Linked DNA regions of Mus musculus: regions 1 and 2 are each linked to region 3. A link is a contact called in public HiChIP or PLAC-seq and promoter capture Hi-C data. All regions are on one chromosome and are shown on one strand. The core of a region is the stretch at or near the end of the contact, and the rest is flanking DNA. Distances in the headings are between cores, read along the strand shown.

What was found. Promoter capture Hi-C pulls out the DNA fragments that hold promoters and counts their contacts. HiChIP or PLAC-seq counts read pairs in DNA pulled down with a chosen protein or histone mark.
Region 1: an H3K4me3 HiChIP or PLAC-seq map of stem cell-derived neural progenitor cells shows a contact between it and region 3, with 6 times the contacts expected there. The contact joins the enhancer-like site here to the promoter of Stpg2 in region 3. A contact is called at or near these places in 16 of 39 promoter capture datasets (the 3T3-L1 cell line, 3T3-L1-derived adipocytes, the C10 cell line and 7 more), 2 of 15 datasets of contacts at CTCF or cohesin (large pre-B cells and pro-B cells), 54 of 484 Hi-C or Micro-C datasets (B cells, the Ba/F3 cell line, the C2C12 cell line and 32 more), 9 of 115 datasets of contacts at active chromatin or transcription factors (astrocytes, bone marrow-derived dendritic cells, embryonic forebrain and 3 more) and 4 of 9 other capture datasets (adipose tissue, embryonic stem cells, liver and 1 more).
Region 2: a promoter capture Hi-C map of the HPC-7 cell line shows a contact between it and region 3. The contact joins the promoter of Adh7 here to the promoter of Stpg2 in region 3. A contact is called at or near these places in 6 of 39 promoter capture datasets (the HPC-7 cell line, cranial neural crest, embryonic stem cells and 3 more), 1 of 15 datasets of contacts at CTCF or cohesin (pro-B cells) and 1 of 484 Hi-C or Micro-C datasets (olfactory sensory neurons).

Annotation. Positions count from the first base shown.
Region 1 is chr3:138,642,617-138,646,311 of GRCm38.p6, reverse strand. No RefSeq gene overlaps it. Among named protein-coding and RNA genes, the nearest start is that of 4930425O10Rik, 83 kb to the left of the region's middle. Within about 2 kb of position 1,966, at least 123 of the 459 cell types and tissues checked have an H3K27ac peak or open chromatin away from gene starts, as enhancers often do. A contact at or near this core is called in the C2C12 cell line, DN3 thymocytes, the P5424 cell line and 11 more, where this site is marked.
Region 2 is chr3:138,215,581-138,219,359 of GRCm38.p6, reverse strand. It overlaps Adh7 (alcohol dehydrogenase 7 (class IV), mu or sigma polypeptide), which reads right to left and starts at 1,587. Exons shown (of 9, transcript NM_009626.4): 1 at 1,452-1,587. The coding sequence starts at 1,469. All of the region lies in intron 2 of 0610031O16Rik (RIKEN cDNA 0610031O16 gene), which reads left to right.
Region 3 is chr3:139,204,246-139,208,081 of GRCm38.p6, reverse strand. Stpg2 (sperm tail PG rich repeat containing 2) reads right to left here and starts at 2,189. Exons shown (of 14, transcript NM_198659.2): 1 at 2,075-2,189. The coding sequence starts at 2,183.

The DNA of each region.
Region 1 (3,695 bases), core at 717-3,216, 560 kb after region 3:
ACAGATGGTGGTGGGAAGACCGGAGGGGCTGGAGAATAGGGAAAGGGGGAAGGTGGGGAAGGGGGAAGGCAAAGAGAGGGTTAAGGGGGAAGGTGGGGATGGGGAGGCTGAAGGATAGGGGAAGGCAGGAGATGGGGGAAGGGGGGTGGGGGAAGGTAGGGGATGGGGAAAGGTGGAGAATGGGGGACTATGGAACATGCAGAGGGCAGGACTCAGTGACTCCTCTGTTAAGCCACCAATTCTGTTCTGAGCTCCCCAAAGAAAGCAAAGGTTTGGAAACTGCTCTCATCTTCTTTAGACCACTTTGAGGTAAGCAAGTCTTTTTATTCAGGTTCTCAGCCCCAGCCCAAGCAGCTGTACCCTTGACCCATATACCTTATCCTGTGACCTGTATACATCACGTGCCCCGGAGACGAGTTTGTAGATGCAATCTTCACCATCTCACAATATCTATGAGGTTTCCTAGCGCATGTATTCACATACACCTCTACATAGGTGCACACACATGTACACTCGCACACTGGCCGGAGACTGGGGCTCTTGGAAACTGTGTGAGTGGCCAGCGTCTAACCTGGTTGTTCACCCACCATCCTGTCATTTCTAGAGTTAGCCCAGTTAGCTCACTGCAAACAATACAAGACTAAAACCAACCAGGCTCCTTACCCAGGCAGAGTGATTCACAGAACACACCATAACAGGTTTGGTTCTCAAATTATACACACAGGCAGGAAGTGTTTCCCAGCAGGTGGCAGAGCCTCCATGGGATTGTTTTGTTTAGGAAACAACCGTTCACATCAGCTCGCTGGAGGCTCCAGAAAGCCTTTATTGTTTTAACCAGGCCCTTGGTGTTTGGCCAGCTGCTCTGACATTTCATGGTGTGAGTGACTCAGTGGAGAAAGCAAAAGGCAGCAAGCCTTGAAGCCAAGCCTAGAGAACTTTCTGGAAAAGATACACAGCCTCCGGAGGGAGAGAACTGAGTGGCTACATAAGCCGCAGGTATTTTCATCTCCCCAAGCTCGGGACCCCTCGAGAGTGGTGACAGTGGGTGCTGCAAACTCACAGAAGTGGGGAGCATTCCGTCTATTTAAATTATTGTTTTCATGCTGGGTGCGATGGCCCATGCTTTTAATCCCAGCACTCAGGAGGCAGAGGCAGGTGGCTCTTTGAGTTCGAGGCCAGCTGAGAGAGAGAGAGAGAGAGAGAGAGAGAGAGAGAGAGAGAGAGAGAATGAGAGAGAGAGAGAGAGAGAGAGAGAGAGAGAGAGAGAGAGAGAGAAGCCGGCACTACACAAGGAAACCCTGTTTAGGAAAAAAAAATTTTTTTTTCAATCCGTGCTTAGAGCAACAACAATTAAGGTAAGGTTTCAGATGGGGCTCATGAACTCTCTCTCTTGAGCGTCTTGCTTGAGCAGGCTCTCTGACAGGCTGTGACTTCACGCTCGTTCCTGCTGTGATCAGTAATTATGAAATAAAACATATAGCCAGGAAAGGGTCCCACCTCCTGAGCAGGGGCGCCTCTCCCCTCCTGAGTGCCGGTACCTCTCAACTGAAAGCAAGATTAGGAGAATCCAGTGTTGGCAAGAGATAAAGGGATCAGTGGAAGAAGGAGCAGCGAAGGCCCCAGGAAATTTACATAAGCCTGAAGCCGGAGTGGTTCAGACAGCCAGAAGAGCACGCCCCCAACCTCACCCCCAACCCCAGCCCCCGCCCCGGGGAGAAAGCAGGCCAGAAGAAAACCTCTGTAATGAGCTGTGAAGCCCGTGGGCTGCAGAGGGTTAGTTAGTTAAAGTAGCCTCCCCTCCATCTATACGGCAAGCAAGCAGCTGCCACAGCAAACCTGTCTGCAGCTGGCATTTCCTTTCTTTCCCTCCCAAGGCGGCTGAGCCTTTGAAGTAATCCTGGGTGTGAAAAGCTGGGAGGAGGTGCACAGAAGACCCACTTGGAAGCCACCTTCACAGAGCGGGCGGTGAGGCTCTGGAGACAGCAGCTACGGGATGGCGAGCTAGCAAGAGGCAAGGCGGACCGCCCAGCCTAATGGGCCTCCTCCAGCGCTGGAAACTCGCATCCCATTTCTCTTAGGCAACAGAGAAGGCAAAAGACACAGTGATCCTAAAGAGCGGCCCTTCTAAGCCACAGTGAATTCCCTAGGACAAACAACTTTTGGGCCGTTGGACGGCTCAGTGAGTGGGTAAAGGTGCTCAGCGCCCTGCCAGACATCAGGGTGGGGGAAAACATCATTTACAAGTTGTCCTCCGGGCGTCGCAGGCCTCTGAGCTCTCTTCCGCCCATTCATACCCGTAGTCCGTGGGTCTTTGGAGCCTGAAATCCGTGAACAGTCGGACCAGAAGAGAGACTGCACCGCTCGTGAATGAAGCTCGTGAGATATTTGATGATATTGACTCATGAAAACTAACTGTTGAATGGAACACAGGTCGGTGGAACAATCACAGGTGTAGATGTCAGTGTGAATACGCACCTTAGAGCTGTGGAAATGACCCTGAAGAACAGAGAACCTGAACGGTTGGAAACATTGAGTACTCCAGGCAGTAACATCCAGCTTACCCCTGGATACACACGTTGTCTTCTGATCTCTAATATGTAGGCCATGGCCTGTGCACCACATACATGTACAAATACATAGATGAATATTTAAAACTTAAAGAAAACCAGCTTTGTCAGGGTGACAACATGCCCACAATTCCAGCACTTCGAAGTGGAGGGAGAAGGACCAGCAGTTCAAGGCTAGCCTCAGCTACATGGTGAGATTGAGGTAGGCCTGGGCTACATGGAAAAAAAACAAAATAAAACAAAAAACAAACAAAAACCCAGAAAGAGAGCTTTGTTGATCTATGCTCAGGAATAAGGCATAAACAATGATTTAAATATTTAACACATTACTTCTACAAAAAAAGAAAAGAAAAGGCAAAGAAAATGGAAAGAAAAGCAAAATCTAGTGACTAAGTTGTGGGTGGCAGTAGAGAGTGGCAACTATACCTGCTCCAGGCCGACTTGTTGGAAGAGAATACAGATGCTAAAAGGAAAGGCTCTTTTCTCTACAGCAGACGCGGTGGGCCCTGGAGCTGCACTGGAAAAGTCTGAGCAAGAGAGGGCAGACAGAACCTGTCCCAGCTTTCTTATGACTTCCAAGCAGCCCAGAAGGGGATTTACGGGGGGGGGGGGGGGAGAAGGGAGAGAGAAAGAGAGGGGGGAGAGAAGGACAGAGGAAACACGCCCCACCCCCACTACTCACTCCCATCCCCCCCAAAAAACCCTCAACAGAACCTTTAGTTTAAGATTGCGGCTGAGGCCACCAGGGAAGCAAGACATTGAGCCACACACTAGACCAACACTGGTCAAGGGCCCCAGGCAAAGTGGAGGAAGCAGTTAAGAAGGAGAAATAAACAAATTAACTTGTCAGAGCCATCCAATTAGACAGGCCTAATGAAATAGATCCTTGCATAATAAAGTAGCATTTAGAGGGAGTGGCCATGACCATGTTTGTGATTTTATTCAGACTCCTGCTCAAAGATGCGACAAAGGTGATCACAGGCTAGCACAATACACACAACAGTGTCATGTTGGAATCATGTTGGAATATCCAACACATTACAGTAATCCTAAATATGTATTGTGCTGTTTTAAACCAGTGGTTCCAGGTACTCAAGTCCCTTTCAGGGTTCCCCCCCCATTAATAAT
Region 2 (3,779 bases), core at 338-2,837, 990 kb after region 3:
GGACGGGAAGACACAAGCAGAGTACTCCTAAGCAAAGGAAAGGGCTCCTAAAGGAACCAATCTTGTCCACACTCTGTTCCCAGGATCCCAGCTTCCAGATGTATGAGCAAATAAATCCTTGTTCTTTATGCCGCACAGTCCTGGTACTTTGTTAATGGCATCTTTAGCAAACTATCATAATCATTTTTTTTTTAATGAAACATCAGAAAATTAACAGGAGGAGTCCTGATATTAAGGGAACCTCTCTTCCTGAGATGCATGGAAATAGAAGGACAGTTTGGGGACCACATCACCCACCTTGAACTACCCCTCTGTATACCATCACCAAGTCAACATTTTAAATCTGTTGTGCTATTTGTCATGTGTGCTGGATTCCTGATCATAGCTAGGAGTTCCTGAATTCCCGGTTACTGGAAATGTTCGATCAGTGGCTGGGCATTCTCATGACGGAGGCCACAGAAAGGCTTGTGTGGAGTTGAAAGTGTTCTAAGATTCATGCCAGCTCTCTGCCACTTATTTCTAAGGGCAGTGTTCCTGACTTCCACAGTGCAAAGTTAATTCTGATTATTGGTCTTTACTGGATTTCTGATTCAAACTAAGATGTTTCCATTCCATTTCTCTTCAATTGCGGGGAAAGTTATTTCAGGTTCTAGCGTTCAGACCTCGTCTCTCATGCTTCCCAGACTTCAAACATCATTTTTAGCTTCCTAAAATTCTAAGGTAGACTAAATGAAGTTGTTTAAAAGTAATGCCAAAAACAGTACCCCACATCTCAAGCGGTTACACACGCGTTTAAAGCAGGAACCCGATCAACCCAATCTGCAAGAGGGGGAAAAAAAGCCAGCCTTGTTTTCTGAGTTCCTGTCACTGTTCTGGCCCTGTCATCTTCTGAAGGAATAAACACGCTTTATCCACCACACGGTCCTATTTTCCAAGAGTGTTTGCAATTGTACTGTGATATAAAACATGTCCTCAGAAACTCGGAACATGCGGTTTCTTTGTTGTTGACTTTGCATTCCTGAATTCACTTTTTCCATTCTCAACAGTAGGGCACGATCCCCCAACACAGGAGATCCTGGACCCTTTAGACTCTAGAAAGGGATTGGGGAGATACCACTGACCCTGTTGAAGTCTCCTTATGGAAACAGTTTGCTATCCAGAGCAAATGACTGGCTAGCTGGAAACTAAATTATGAATAATGCCCATAGAAATCCCAGTTCTCTACTTCCCTTCCCTGCTTTCTGGGAGAACGTTCAGCATGTGGTTTTCAATTGAATCCTGCTGCGATTGGTATTCTGATGCAATTTACCCACATCTCCCCAACGTGTGTTACTTAACAGCCTTGCCTTCCTCGAGAAATAGTATTTAGTTTCTCTCCAGGATTCAGATCTCTCAGAAGCAACCCCCATTATTAGCTCAAGAGACTGAACAAGCTGAAACGTTTCCCTTACTTTTCCAGCGGTGCCCATCCTGCCTCTCCTGGGTGTGTGGCCTGCAAACAGGAACGTCTTCTGACTGAGGCACGGTTCACTCTTCTATGGGTACCAGCATCTTCGGCCTTCAATAAATAGCGTGACTTGGAAGTTCTGCTTGCCTTTGGCAACATGACTCATAGCCTTAGAATTTTCCCAACCCAAGAAGCTCCACCCTCCTGCAAGTCAAGTGGTGAAAAGAAATACAATACACATTATGATTAGACAAAAATAAGAAGCTAACAAACATTGGATAATCAAGTCTACTATGAAGGGCCAGAAAACACCCTTACCCATTTTATTTTAGAGAATATAAAAACAGGTCGTGTTAGTTCAGCTCTGTCCAATTGATACAGAGTGCATTGCATGCCTTCTACGTGCAAGCTGTTCTGTCAGGTAGCTGACTTTAGCTATGTGGTTAGGCATTTGTATTTGCACTCCATTTGCACTCGATATAGCTTGTAGAAAGTGTGGTTAAATATAAATGAGGGTTGTGGTATGACTCCATAGTAGAGCACATGACTTGATCCGGTCTCCGTTCTTAGCAACATACACATACAATTGTATATCATGTACGTATGTTGTGTTATTTGTCACACACACTGCATTCTTCATTATAGTTAGGAGCAGTTGCCTCAAGTCCCTGAATTCTCCATCACTGGGAATATATGTTTGTATGTATGTATAGTAGATGCAAGAAAATGTATAAAACCAGTAATGGCGATGGAGATGGGAAATTAACTATAACTTGTCTTTGCTCTCAGGAAACCTGTCATTTGGCTCAAGATCACATTATTTACCCACAGAATTGCTTACTGCTTACGCACATTGGTATCCAGAAGGACCGAGAGGGAATCAGAATCCTGCTATACAAAGAGGCTCTTGCATTCCTAAAGGAATCTACTTGGGCAAGCATTTAGCTGTTCCATCATTCCAAGCCACTGTTGTCCAGTAGGCAGCAGCATCAGACCCTTCTGGATCTGCTTTTGCCTTTGAGAGGAAGAGGTATTTATGTGACAGTGGCTAGCTGTCACATTGGTACACTACTGCCTCCAACAAACCCTCCATACAGTGACAAAATTTCACTCCTGCGGGGTGACACAGTGAGGCAGGTTTTCTGTCTTTAGACAAAACTCTTCAATCCTGAAATATAGAATAAGGGCTCTTACCAACCCGGAAGATATTTGCCAGAGTTTGTTGTTCAGCTACTTACACATTGACAAACTCCTCTGAATAACGGAAAACATGTCCACAGGTCTCTCGGCATAATGCAGTAGGTGCTGTAAGTCCGATTTCACACATATTTATATCTAATTCAGAAGTGGTAATTATAATCAGTGAGTCTACTGCACTGGCCAAAGTAAACCCAGTAGGTAAAAGCATTGCCAGTGGACCAGGCTCGTATGCAAGCGGTGTTGTTTTGGCAGCAATGGTGGAGAACCGCAGCTCTTGTTGTAGGCACCGCGGACAAGAGATAGGCAGGTACGGACAGACAGACATTCTGAATCTCAACCATCAAAGACCAAGCCCAGACTCAGCAACAAAAGCTTGTTTTCCTCAGAACAGAGGCAAAAGAACTAACAAGGGTGGAGCTGGCTCCAAGGCAGCAGAGAGCCAACACGGGTGGGGCTGGCACAAAGGAAAAGTTTCTCAGTTGATAAACTCCTTAAGGGTTTTGCAAGACTTCATAACATATTAGTCTGAAAAGTAAACTATTCTCATGTTAATCTGCCAGGTGATGTTAAATAAGGTCTTAATGTTACCAATCCATCTCTCCCCAGAATCGACTAGCTAAAAAAATGTCAAAAGCTGAAAGTTGGGAAGTACCCAATTAAAAAATTATTATGCGGGGGTGGGGGTGGGGGGTGGGGGGGGTGGGAGACTTGGAATCCAGGAAGAGCTGAAAGGAAGGAAAAGACAGCCGGCTATGATCAAAATGTATTGTGTGTGTGTGTGAAATTCTCAGAGAATAAATACAAATGCTATATGGAAAAGCACACTAAAAATGCACAGCTTGAAGTCTCCAGGGTAAGGCATCAGATTACAAGCTTCCTCCTCCAAACAAAGCAATGAATGAGAAAAGTCAAATGGCAAACGATGGAAGGTGATGCTTTTCGGAACAGGGAGAGGCTGGGAACAAGGGCTAGCACAAAGGATGTAAGATGAAAGCCTAAGTAGGGAAAAACAGCAGAACGCACAGCAAAGGAATGGGCAGCACATGGCTAATCCCTGGCTCTGGACCAGGCAGATGCCTCATCTAAAGATAAATGACCGACAGTCGCCTCAGGCCTGAGTACAGAAGAGAAC
Region 3 (3,836 bases), core at 940-3,439:
CATCAAATTTGGCAGTAAGTGACTTTACCCATTAAGCCATCTCACCCACCCCATAGAAACTTTTAATGTGGTCCACTAGTTTATACGTTACTACAAGGTATTTTTCACTAAGAATATTGTTTTACTGGGTTGAAAACTAAGAATGGAGTAAACATCATGATCCCTGCTCTCAAGTAGTTTACATTTTGGTGGAGCTTTTGTGTGTGTGTGTGTGTGTGTGTTAGAATCAAACTGCTACCAAAAAAGTTACCATAAGCCAGAAGGATGGAAAAGTAAGACTAGTCAGAGATTTTTATTTCAATTGAATATCAAGAATAAGTAGAAGCAAGCCAGGAGGAGTAGGAGCATAGAACACACTGGGCACATGGTGCAAAAGAACAGAAGTGACAAAAAATGATCTTAAGAATATTATCAAGTTAGAATGGCTGAACTGTAGGTCATGTGTAGGAGCATGTACAGGTGTTTGGAAAGATCAGACTAAATGGAACACAAGACCGGGGGTGATAACAAAAAAGAATTCTACTACCATTGATGAGTTTAGATTTTTTAACCCTGCCGTTAACAAAAATAAATATATTTTTTGTTTTTCAAATAATGTATGTTTTTTAAACATACTACTAAACACAAAATGAAAGATAAAATTATGACACTGAGACAGAAACAACATGCTACTGATTTAATTGAGAAAAAATAAATTGGATTGTATTAAATTGGGTAGCTATGAACAAAGGGGAAGAATTTCTGAGAGATTGTGAACATTTAACCAATGGTCTTAAAGGCCAAGAGAAATGGCCAGGCAAAAAAAGTAAGCTAGAGTTCTAAAGCTTAGACCAGCCATGCAAGGATGTCTGTAAAGTGACTGACAACGACGCAGACTTTAAGCCTGTGGGAAACTTAGAGACATAAACCACCTCTATCTCTATAAAGAATTTCACTTGGGAGTGGCTGGATATAAATGGTGATTGAAGTAACAGATATGAATAAGAGAGTACAATGAGCAAAGCAACAAGAACAAGATGTAAAGCTAAGTATCTTATAAATTTAGCTGTGCATGATTAGTGGGAAAAAAAGAAAAATAAAACATGATTCCTTGCTTCAGTACCGAATCATGTGTCAGGTACTGAACAGCAGGAAAAAAAATGAGACAGAAAGCAACAAAGAAAGTGGTCAGCTGTACCAAAATAAAGGTCAAAAAAAAAAGTTATGGGTGTGCAAAAGCATCATAGGTGTGCCCATTACAGATGGTCACTGGTAAACACAAGATGCTGGGGAATACATGCTTATACCATCTCAACAGTACTTGGCATAGGTACCAAAAATGCTGAGGACAGATGCTGAAAAGATGTAAAATTTGAGATCTGAAACGCAAACAGAATTTTACCATGTCCAGAGAAACTTAAACTAACCATAATGGAGCAGGGATGTAAACAGAGTACTCACTCCTGGAACTTTAAGGGGGCAGGAGGTATTTTATATCTACTGAAAAATGCAGGTTTACAAAAGAAACCACTAGAATTTGGGTGGTATTAAACTCAAACAAAAACAAAAACCAGAACTTTAAAAGCAGAGACCGAATTAGAAATATTTATTAAAAGTTGGACCTAATTCACAAACTGGGGGGGGGGGGGGGGGTGAGAAATGAAGAAAAGCAATTAACTACTTCAATTATTAGTCCCTAGGCCACCCCTGAAGGCTATAACTTTTCACAGAATGTAGAAAGAGGGTCTCAGTATAAAGCCAGGGATGGTCAGATAACTTCACTCCGGGGAGTGGGGGAGATTGGGGACGGGATCCAATTTGTAAGTGATAATACAGAATAGAAATGTAAACAATTACATCGTGGTAAATAAATCTGATTAAAGTGTGTGCAAAAGCAAGTATTGTGTTTCATACAGTCACAAACTTGTTATGTCATACAGTCAAGAGCCAAGGAATCAAAATCCTGGTTCTAGTATCGTCTCTACCTGCGACGTGTTACATTTCTGAACAGTGGTCCTTTTTGACTTTGTGTTTAACCTGAGGGCAGGCTGAAGGCGGGCCGTCTGTCACCGCAAGCTGGCCATCAGCATCTTACCTGTGGCCTGCTGCTTAGGAAAAGGTACCTGGTAGGTCCCAGGCCCCACGTGCTCCTCGGTGCTGCCGCGGTTGGCACAGTCGAGCCAGCGCGGAGCACGGTCATACATAGTGATGAGGGGCGGGGCCCACGGGACCGGAAACTAGACAGGCGGCCTGCGTCGTCCCTACACGCGGGACTAGAGTGCGAGCTGCGTGCTGACTGGCTCAGCGGCGTCAGCTTTCCCTCGGGTCCTCGGCACAGAGGTAAAGTGGCGAGGACAGCAGCCAGAGGACCCGCCCGCCAGCCCGCCAGCGTTCAATTCAGCGCTCACGGGTCACGCCAGAGACCGGGCTTAGCCGCCTGAACTTCCGGCTCTGGCTCCGCCCACTCCCCGCCTCCCGGAAACCTTGGAAGGGCAGAGGCCGGAAGGACTCGGGCCTGTAGGTGCACTTCCGGCACCGGCCTCGGAGCATTTCCGGTCGAGCGCTCAGAGCTCGGAGATGTCTTGTAGAGTCTGACGAAGCTCCCTGCGCTAGGCAGGGCGGTGCTGCACCTCAGCTCCACCTCAGCTCCGCCTCAACTCACCTGCTTCCTGTCCCAGAATACCTTCGCTGCGCAGAAAAGCCCTAGAAACGCACTAGAAGGAGGCGAATTAATTTGATTTTGATTTGCCTTCCCTGTAAATCAGGGTGACTGGAAAGACCCGGGGGGCGGGGCAGCGAGGCGGGGACAGGTGGAATAGAAAAGCTCGGGACCCCAAAACAGGGTTTGGGATCAGCAAAGTCCCCCTTCACTCCTGTCAAAAAGGCATCCTCTGAATAAAGTCACTACTGAATCTGACCTGCAGGCCATCAAGATTTCTAAAGGAAAGCTGGGAACGCAGAGGGTTGGGGGCGGGGGTGGGGGGGTGACAAGAAATGGCAACATCTGAAAAGGGGAAAGCTTGCCTACTGAAGCAAGTCAAGGGCAAGGGCTAAAAACTGCTTCTGGTGTTGGACACGGATAAATGGCAACATTGTCTACAAAGTAAGGTGAAGGCATCGAAAAAGCCCAAGCCACCCTCATCGATCCACTGAATCTTCAGCAACAGGCGCTGGAGAGTATCAGAATCCATCTATGTGTTTGGTTGGTTTTTTTCATTAAGAAATCCACACAGCTTCTAAACATCCTTAAAGGCTTAGGCCAGTGGTTCTCAACCTTCTGAATGCTGCAACCCTTTAATACGGTTTCTCAACTTGTAGTGGCCCCATACCATAAAATCATTTTCATTGCTACTTTATAACTTTGGTACTGTTAGGAAGCACAATGTAAGTATTTTTGGAGGTAGAAGTTTGCCAGTGGGGTTGTGACCCACAGGTAAAGAACCACTGGCTTAGGCAATCCTTCCATGGCCCTGCCTTACCCACAAAAGAGCTAGAGTGCCTCAGTCCCCAATACAAACTTAAATATATTTAAATTTTGTGATTCTTAGTTTGCTACTTAGTTCTGAATTAATTGTGGCATCTCTGTTAGAATACTCAAAAAGTATGTGTGTGTGGTTCCTAAGAATCTTTTGATGTCTTCTACTAAACAGCTGGATCATTACTTACTTGAAAAGAACTTATTGGCAAATGTATATAGTTCTCTTACTCTTCTAAGTTAACCTGGATACAAATAAAACTAAAGCCCCTGTCCCTGGGTAGGTCATGAATAGCCCAAGAAGGGGCAAGCAAGGTATACAGAATGGCAAGAGAATATCACAAGCACTTGGGAAACTTATTTGTAATGAAGTGTTTAACTT